2 separate regions of the Mus musculus genome follow, and region 2 is linked to region 1. The links are chromatin contacts, called in public promoter capture Hi-C maps. All regions are on one chromosome and are shown on one strand. The core of a region is the stretch at or near the end of the contact, and the rest is flanking DNA. Distances in the headings are between cores, read along the strand shown. Region 1 holds the start of C2cd2l (C2 calcium-dependent domain containing 2-like). Region 2 overlaps Phldb1 (pleckstrin homology like domain, family B, member 1).

Region 1 (3,509 bases), core at 609-3,108:
TGCAGGCTTGAGATAGAGAAAACAAAATGCACAGAGCTCATTCACTTTCCCTAGCAAACTTCCCTGCGGTGGCAGCTTTCTTCTTCAAAAGTCATGCCAGTTGGGGAGATGAGTGCTTAGTTCCCCTCTCTCCTCCCCCTGCAGGAGAGGCCAATGTCCAGCTGAGTCAGCTGTCCCAGGGACAAGGTACAGGAAGAGCCAGGTTGGAGGGGTAGGGTCAATGTATAAACTGACAGATGTCATCTGGCTTTCAGCTGGCCAGCTGACAAGAGGAAACAGGAGAACTTCTTGGGGGCCACTTCAGTCTCTAGGCATCTGGATTAATAGGGCAAAGCCTCCAAGCTCTTATGGCTGGAAACAGAGAAAGACCTGTTTCCACAAGGAGCTGATAGTCTGATGGCCAGGAAGGGAAATGGTCCAGAAATGGGAGACCTCTGCCTTCCACCCAACCTCAGTCTCATGACTCTGATTCCTGCCCACTTCCTGGGAGGCCAGATGCCCAGGGTGCAACGGGTGGAGGTGGCTGGCTGCTCTGGTTTATGAGCGACCCTGAAGGGGCAGCCCAAGTTCATGCATTAGAAAGGACGCAGGTTATCAATATGCCCTTTAACTAAACTACTTTCCTTTAACACTACACTGCAGGCCAGCCTGGAGGACTGTAGTAGTGAAATTACTAAAATATGGAGAGATGATTCAGTTACCGTGGGGGCTCTACCTGACCACCAGGGTTTGGGAGCCTGAAATCTTAACTGGGTGTGGTGGCATGAGGACCAGGCAAATTCCTTCTGCAGGTGCACCTGTCTCCCTTGGCCCAACCAGGCCAGTCTAGGCGGAAGTGCCCTAAGGCACACGGATTAGCGTTGCTATGAGAACAGTAACTTGTGCTGGGTTTAGAACCAGAGTACCTTGCTCACAAAAATAGAAAATTTGGTATATAACTGGACTTCTTTACAAGCCCCAGTCTAACCTGCACGCTCTTCTCTGATCTGAAAGAGAAAGCTGGAGGGTTCTCCAGTTGATCCCCAGCTCTAATCCAGCCCTCCTAACATGAGCAAGCTCTTCCCTAGAAGGCAAAGCTGAAGGGACGACACAGGGGCTCAGTGCAACTCACCCCGTCCCTGCAGGCCTGCTCATTCAAGGCTCGCACCCAAGCCCGTTGCCAGTTCTCCCGGAAAGACTTGAAGGCAAAGAGCGAAGCCAGGAGGCCCCGTACGCCGGCTTCCTCGGGGGTGCTGGTCCGGGTCGCCCGCAAACGCAGCAGCGAACGCCACACACCCAGCTCGCGCAGTGAACCCCCGGGCTCAGCAGCTGAGGCAGGTCGGGAGTCTCGGCCCCCATCGGCTCGCGACAGCCACAAACCCCGGGCATACTGCAGCATCCAGCCCAATACCGTGATCAGCGAGGCGGCGAAGAGAACCAGCAGGGCCGCCCAGCCCACATCCCGCTGCCCCCAGTCCGGATCCATGCTCCCGCGGGCTCGGGTCCCGGCTCGGGTTCAGCCGCTGCCCCGGGGGAGCATGGCCCGGATGGACCGTGGGGCGTGGGCGAGCTCCCCCGGGGCTGAGCGCGCGGGCTCCGGGGCTCTCCGGCGCCGCCGAGATTCCAGGACCAGTGGGTGCCACGGATGGAGAAGAGGTCCTCCGGGGTCGCGACGCTCGAGCTCTGTCTCCGTAGCCAGAGATCTGGATCCCTAACACCGGCGGTGTGACCCCAGCTAGGTTCCAGCTATCACCCGATTCCTCCCACGGCGTGGGGCCCCGCCGGACCCGGGCAGGGACCAGCCTGCAGAGATACCGGGGCTCGCGGGCCGGCACCGGCTCCGGGAGGGCTGCGTGCGCAGAACTGACACTGACAACACCGCCGGCGCCCCGCCCCCACCCGCCCTTAAAGGAGCCGCGCCCTCACCGGGCGGGGCTGAGCTAACCCGCCGCTCAGAGCTAGAGGAGGGTGGAGTGGGGGAGGGTTGAGTTGCACACGTAGAGGATTCCGGGATGAGAATAGGCGGAGTCTTTAGCTGTTCCGCCCCGTCCTGAAATCCCTGTGCACCCCTTCAGTACCAGGCAAGGGAACTTCACTTATCTGAGATGACGCCTGGTTCTCCCTACGTTTCTTAGATTTCTATGGGTTGGACGCCTGTAGGTTAAAAATTAGTCCCTGTGGAAATCACCACTCACTTTTAACACCTCCTGGCTCAGCAGCTTCTGGTCTTACTCCTTGACTGAAGCTAGCTAGGCACTGGGTGAAGAGGGAGTAAGGTGTCCCTCCCAGATAGAAGTGCCTGACAAAACCCAGCTAATGTCAACGGCGGCGAGAAAAATGAAGCTTAACGTGATAAAGGTTGGGAATAGAACACTACCATCGTCCTCCTTCCCCTTGGAGCTAGGATTCAGGAACCCCCTATTAACCTTGCTTGCGTGGGTTTGTTCTCGAGATATTTCCCAAGCCCAAGGCTGAGTCTGTTTTTAAAAATAATACATTTCCATAGTAACAGCTCCTGCCTGTGGAGCACGTGTAGAAGGGATGGCAATGAAAAGGGGAGCTAGCATTGTAGCACTGGACTATCAATAGATTTGGTCAAAAGTCTCTCATCCAAATATGTGGCATCCCGTGTAGTGCCACCTGACTGTCGTCCTAGCTACTTAGGAGGCTGAAACAGGGTGATACCTTTGCCAAGGAGTTTGAAACCAGCCTGGGTGAGAGCGCATCACAACCAAACCCCATCCCACACACCAAATATGTAATATCCCAGCCAACTCCGAAGAAATGGTGTTCCAGGAAGACTGCACAATTTACAACCTCTGGATGTACCCTTTTCTCTAGATCCTCATAAGATTGGAGCTCATCTTTGTTTCTTGGGGCCAGGGGAAGGTATCTATAAAAAAAGATTAGGGGCAATTCTTTTCTCAAGAGACATATATATGGTGAGGTGTCTGACACAATTTCTTCTGCGCACAAGATAGGATGTGATGTTAAATATCTTTCAAATCCATTTGTCTAAGGAACAAGCCCATGAGAGTAAACAATATAAGGTCTAGGGGTAGGTAAAAAAAAAAAAAAATGGCTGTCAGCAACAGAGCTGTCTGATCTAGAAGAGGAAAGGGTATGTAGCTTGAGATAGCCTGATTTTACTGCAAGGGGTGATAGACAGAGGTGAGATTGTGAGGCAACATTGCTGTGACCCTAACCATCCACAGCGAGCTCCAAAACTAATGGAGATCACTAGAATCTCCATCATTAATCTAGGAACAGAAGACATGGAGCCAAGGAAGGAGAGAACGCTGGGATATAACCTAGGAGAAAGGAGTCAGCAGGAAGAAAATCCATGTTCAAGGAACCCAGTGATGCAGGAAATTGTCGTAATGCAAGGTTCTTCTCCACCAAGATTCCTTCCTGAGGAACGCTGGTTCTTCTCCTCTGCAGAACTCTCTTCTCTGGCAGTGAGTGGGAGGGCTCACCTGTATGCCCCGCTCTATGAAGGCTAAGTAAGGACTGAATTCAAGGTCAGCCTG
Region 2 (3,509 bases), core at 274-2,773, 400 kb after region 1:
CAGCTGAGGGAGAAACGCAAAGAGGCCTCAAGCTCCAGTTTTTGGCTCCAGGGAGCCATATACATGCACAAGCAAGAAAGTACCATCCTACCTCATCCTAGGGCAACGGGGCCTCGAGGGCTCTGGAGAAGGAGCCAGGAGAGCTGAGTTCAACCCACTCTGCCACTGACCTACCTGTTCTACAGCTTTATTCAAACTCTCTTGCCCTGGGTTCCCCTTCTATAAAGGGAAATGGTAGGCAAGGCCTCCCTGGCTCTAACTCTGAATGACTCAGGACAGAGTCAGCAACAGTACCAGGTACGTACTTCTAGGTCTAGTCATTTCTAACTCGCTCCAGCAAGATGGTCCTCCTTGCCTTGGTTTTCCCAACTTTCTGTGCCTCTCTTTTAGGAAGAGCAAGTAGGCACACTACAAAAGAGATGTGGACCTACTGTGGAGCTGGCCAGAAGTTCCACGGCTTCTCAGTCTAAGGGACAGCAGAGCCTTTCAATATACCAGTCAGAGGCTGGGGGTGGGGGTGGGGCTCCAGGGCTGTATGAGCAGAGGATGTGGTACCAGCTTATCTGATCCAACACAAGAGAAGGATCAGCTAACCGCTTGTGCCTGGAAGCCTGGCTGAGGAGCCTTGAGGTGCAGTTTCATGTCTCCAATTATTCCATTAAGCCACACCAGCAAGAGCTGGCATTTGCCTGGCCCTAGCCCCTGTCAACCATCCAAGAGTTCAGAATCCTCAGAACCAATGAACAGCTAAAGGAGTGACATGACCCAAATTGGGTTAGGGCAAATGAGTCCCCAGGGGACTGGAAGTCATAGGTGTGGGGAGTGAAGAAAAGAATGGGTTTGCAAGGCTGTGTTTGGGTCCTAGTCAGAGGGGGGCCCCATGTGTTTCCAGTGACCACCTGCCTTTCCTGAAGTCACCAGACTGCATAGGTCACTAATAACCACTCCATCAAGGGAACTTGACGTACGTGCTCACCTGCCACAGAACCAGCCTTGGCCCTCTAGGCCCACAGTCATCTGACCGTCATTGTGGAGGAGCCTAGGACAGCATCCACAACTAGCTAGCTTCCCCATCTGCACCCTGCCCCCCTTGGCAGCCTCCTGAGGGGCCTGTGTCGATTCCTAGAACAATCACCAATTCTCTTCTAGGGATCAATAATTCACACACAGGCTGCAGCTGGCTGCAGCTGCTCTCTGAGTCATCGGTCAGCATGGCATGGCCTGAGGGTCGAGGAGGGCCTGTGGACACGATCACCAGCAGGTGGGACCCGCCCCACCCCAGAAGCTACCAAGGTCACATGAGGCACTCCTGAGATGACACGGGTCCCATACAATGAGTGGCATCTTTCGAGGCAGCGGGGTTCCAAGCTAACAGAACTTTGTATGTGCCCTCAAGGCACGTGACTTCCCAGTTTGAGCCAAGCAGCAATGCCTTGGATCTTCTCCAGTGGCCCTATGGCCTAGCATTCTCTACCAGCCCGTGGCAGGTGGCAGTGAGCCCAGACCATCGGGATTGTCCTACCCTAACACTCTGAGAGTGGTTGGAACAGGCAAGGACACATGTCCAAGGGGTGCCACTTACCCAGCCACCTGCCCCAGCTGGCTACTTACCAGAGCCAGGGTTGTAGGTGGGCCCTGGGGCCCGGACCCCTGCTGGAATCATACTTTTCATCCACTTGGCTTCGGCTGGATGGTTAAAGCGCAGGAAGGTGGATTGACCCAGACACAACATGCAGCCTACAGAGAAAGCACTCACTTAGAAAGTGCAGGCAGGGATGAAGCTACCCCAGTCACCAATCCTAGCAAGCTTACCCTCAAGCTCTCAAGAGCCATCCCTGCCTGCACTCACATGGTGTGCACACAGTGCTTACCTGGCCTGCCTCTCTTTGCATTTCAGATGGAGAGTCCTGAGATGGGTTCCGAGGCACAAGTCAGAATAGGACTGGTCACTGCCAAGGAAGTTCCCCAAATTGGAGTCCTATTTACTAGCTATGAAATCTTCAGGTGATGTCACCACACCTCTAAGCTAGTTCTCTCCCAGAAAATGGGACACTTGATACTACTAGATCTCCCGGGGTTAATAAGACCGTATATGTGAAAATGCTCCAGAAGTGGGAAAAAAAAAAAAAAAAAAAAGAACGCTCAGAGATGGCAGTGGGTAAGAGGACTTGCGGTTCTTGGTACCCAGGACCTACAAGGTGGCTCTAAACCATCTGAACCTCCAGTTCCATGAGCTGTGATGCCTTCTAATTTCTGAGTGCACTAGGTATTCATGTGGTGCCCTGACATACAGGCACTCATAAAACAAGCAAGCAAAACATAAAATAAATACATTTTAAAAAGGAAAAAATGAACATCCAATATCAATGTGATGTGTACCGGTGATTCACCGAATTGCCTCTTGGGTAAAAGTGTTAGTTTTAGAGGCAGTATCTTCCAGAGTCACACACAAAAAAACCCCTGTAAGATATGGAACAAGTAAAACCCCAGAGATAAGTCAGGTGCACGGGTGGGGCTCAGCATCTAGTCTGATCGCTTTCCATGGTATGACTTCAGGAGGGTTACCACCCTCTCTGAGCATCTAGGGAACAAACTCTTTTTCAGGCAAGGCATCCCCTGGCTATATCTTGGTCTCCCATAGACTCTAGCCAGTTCTCCGCCACTGGGCTCGTTAAGGCCAAGCACATTCCCAGGCAAAAGATGCAAGCCCAGTCCTGCCCAGGAAGTACGAGTGCATAGAAAGAGGTGGGTATGTAGGAGCCAGAAAATGTAGCCAGGGGCTTGGGAGTGTGCGCAGCAGCAGGTGTGCCCACAGGCGCCTAAGCCTGGCTGGCAGAATTCCTCCTTCTGGCTATGCCAGGTGTTCCAGGCTCCTGCCGAAGATGCTATACGGAAAGAAGCCAGAGCCCCTAGGGCTCTCTACTACATAGCCTTCCAATTTGTCCACACTCCCGGCCCCTACCTCTTGGCTACCCAATGTGGTGCTACACAGCGCCCGGTGCCTCACGCCAGTCTGGAATAAGACTGGCAGGGAAGTCTACATTCCAGGACGTTGAGGCAGTTTCAGCTCAGGGAGGCTACAAGGGCAAGGGGCATCCCAGGGCAAGGGGGTATTTTGACAGGACCCCTCTTGAGCTCAGAGGTCTGGTCTTGGGACCCTGGACCCTGAGAGGCTGACACTCAAAGAAGCCCACCCATAGCAGAAAACTGTAGCGGACAAAGCCACCCACTACTTTGGCACACCCACAGGCCCTCCCAGGCAGACGGCACCAACAGTTCTAAAGGCTGATGGGTAGTTGAGAGTACAGGGAAGGCCTTCCCTGCCAAGCCACCAATCAGAGGAGCTAATCCCACAGTAATCATAACTGGGATAAATAATAGTCACCCAAGCCATCCACCTAATTACAAGCACAGCTGTTTCAGAGAAAGCCAGTCACCCCCTCCCCTTTTGGCCAAATATTTAACAGTCTAATTAATGATGAATTTGAAGGGTCTAGACAGATTCACTC

The links. Promoter capture Hi-C pulls out the DNA fragments that hold promoters and counts their contacts.
Region 2: a contact with region 1 is called in a promoter capture Hi-C map of liver. The contact joins the enhancer-like site here to the promoter of C2cd2l in region 1. A contact is called at or near these places in 3 of 39 promoter capture datasets (the C10 cell line, cranial neural crest and liver), 1 of 484 Hi-C or Micro-C datasets (embryonic fibroblasts), 1 of 115 datasets of contacts at active chromatin or transcription factors (pancreatic cancer cells) and 3 of 9 other capture datasets (adipose tissue, liver and pancreatic islet).

Annotation. Positions count from the first base shown.
Region 1 is chr9:44,318,424-44,321,932 of GRCm38.p6, forward strand. C2cd2l (C2 calcium-dependent domain containing 2-like) reads right to left here and starts at 1,859. Exons shown (of 14, transcript NM_027909.2): 1 at 1,112-1,859. The coding sequence starts at 1,465.
Region 2 is chr9:44,716,663-44,720,171 of GRCm38.p6, forward strand. It overlaps Phldb1 (pleckstrin homology like domain, family B, member 1), which reads right to left. Exons shown (of 22, transcript NM_153537.4): 5 at 1,612-1,737; 6 at 1-3. Among named protein-coding and RNA genes, the nearest start is that of Phldb1, 17 kb to the right of the region's middle. Within about 2 kb of position 1,524, at least 28 of the 459 cell types and tissues checked have an H3K27ac peak or open chromatin away from gene starts, as enhancers often do. A contact at or near this core is called in adipose tissue and liver, where this site is marked.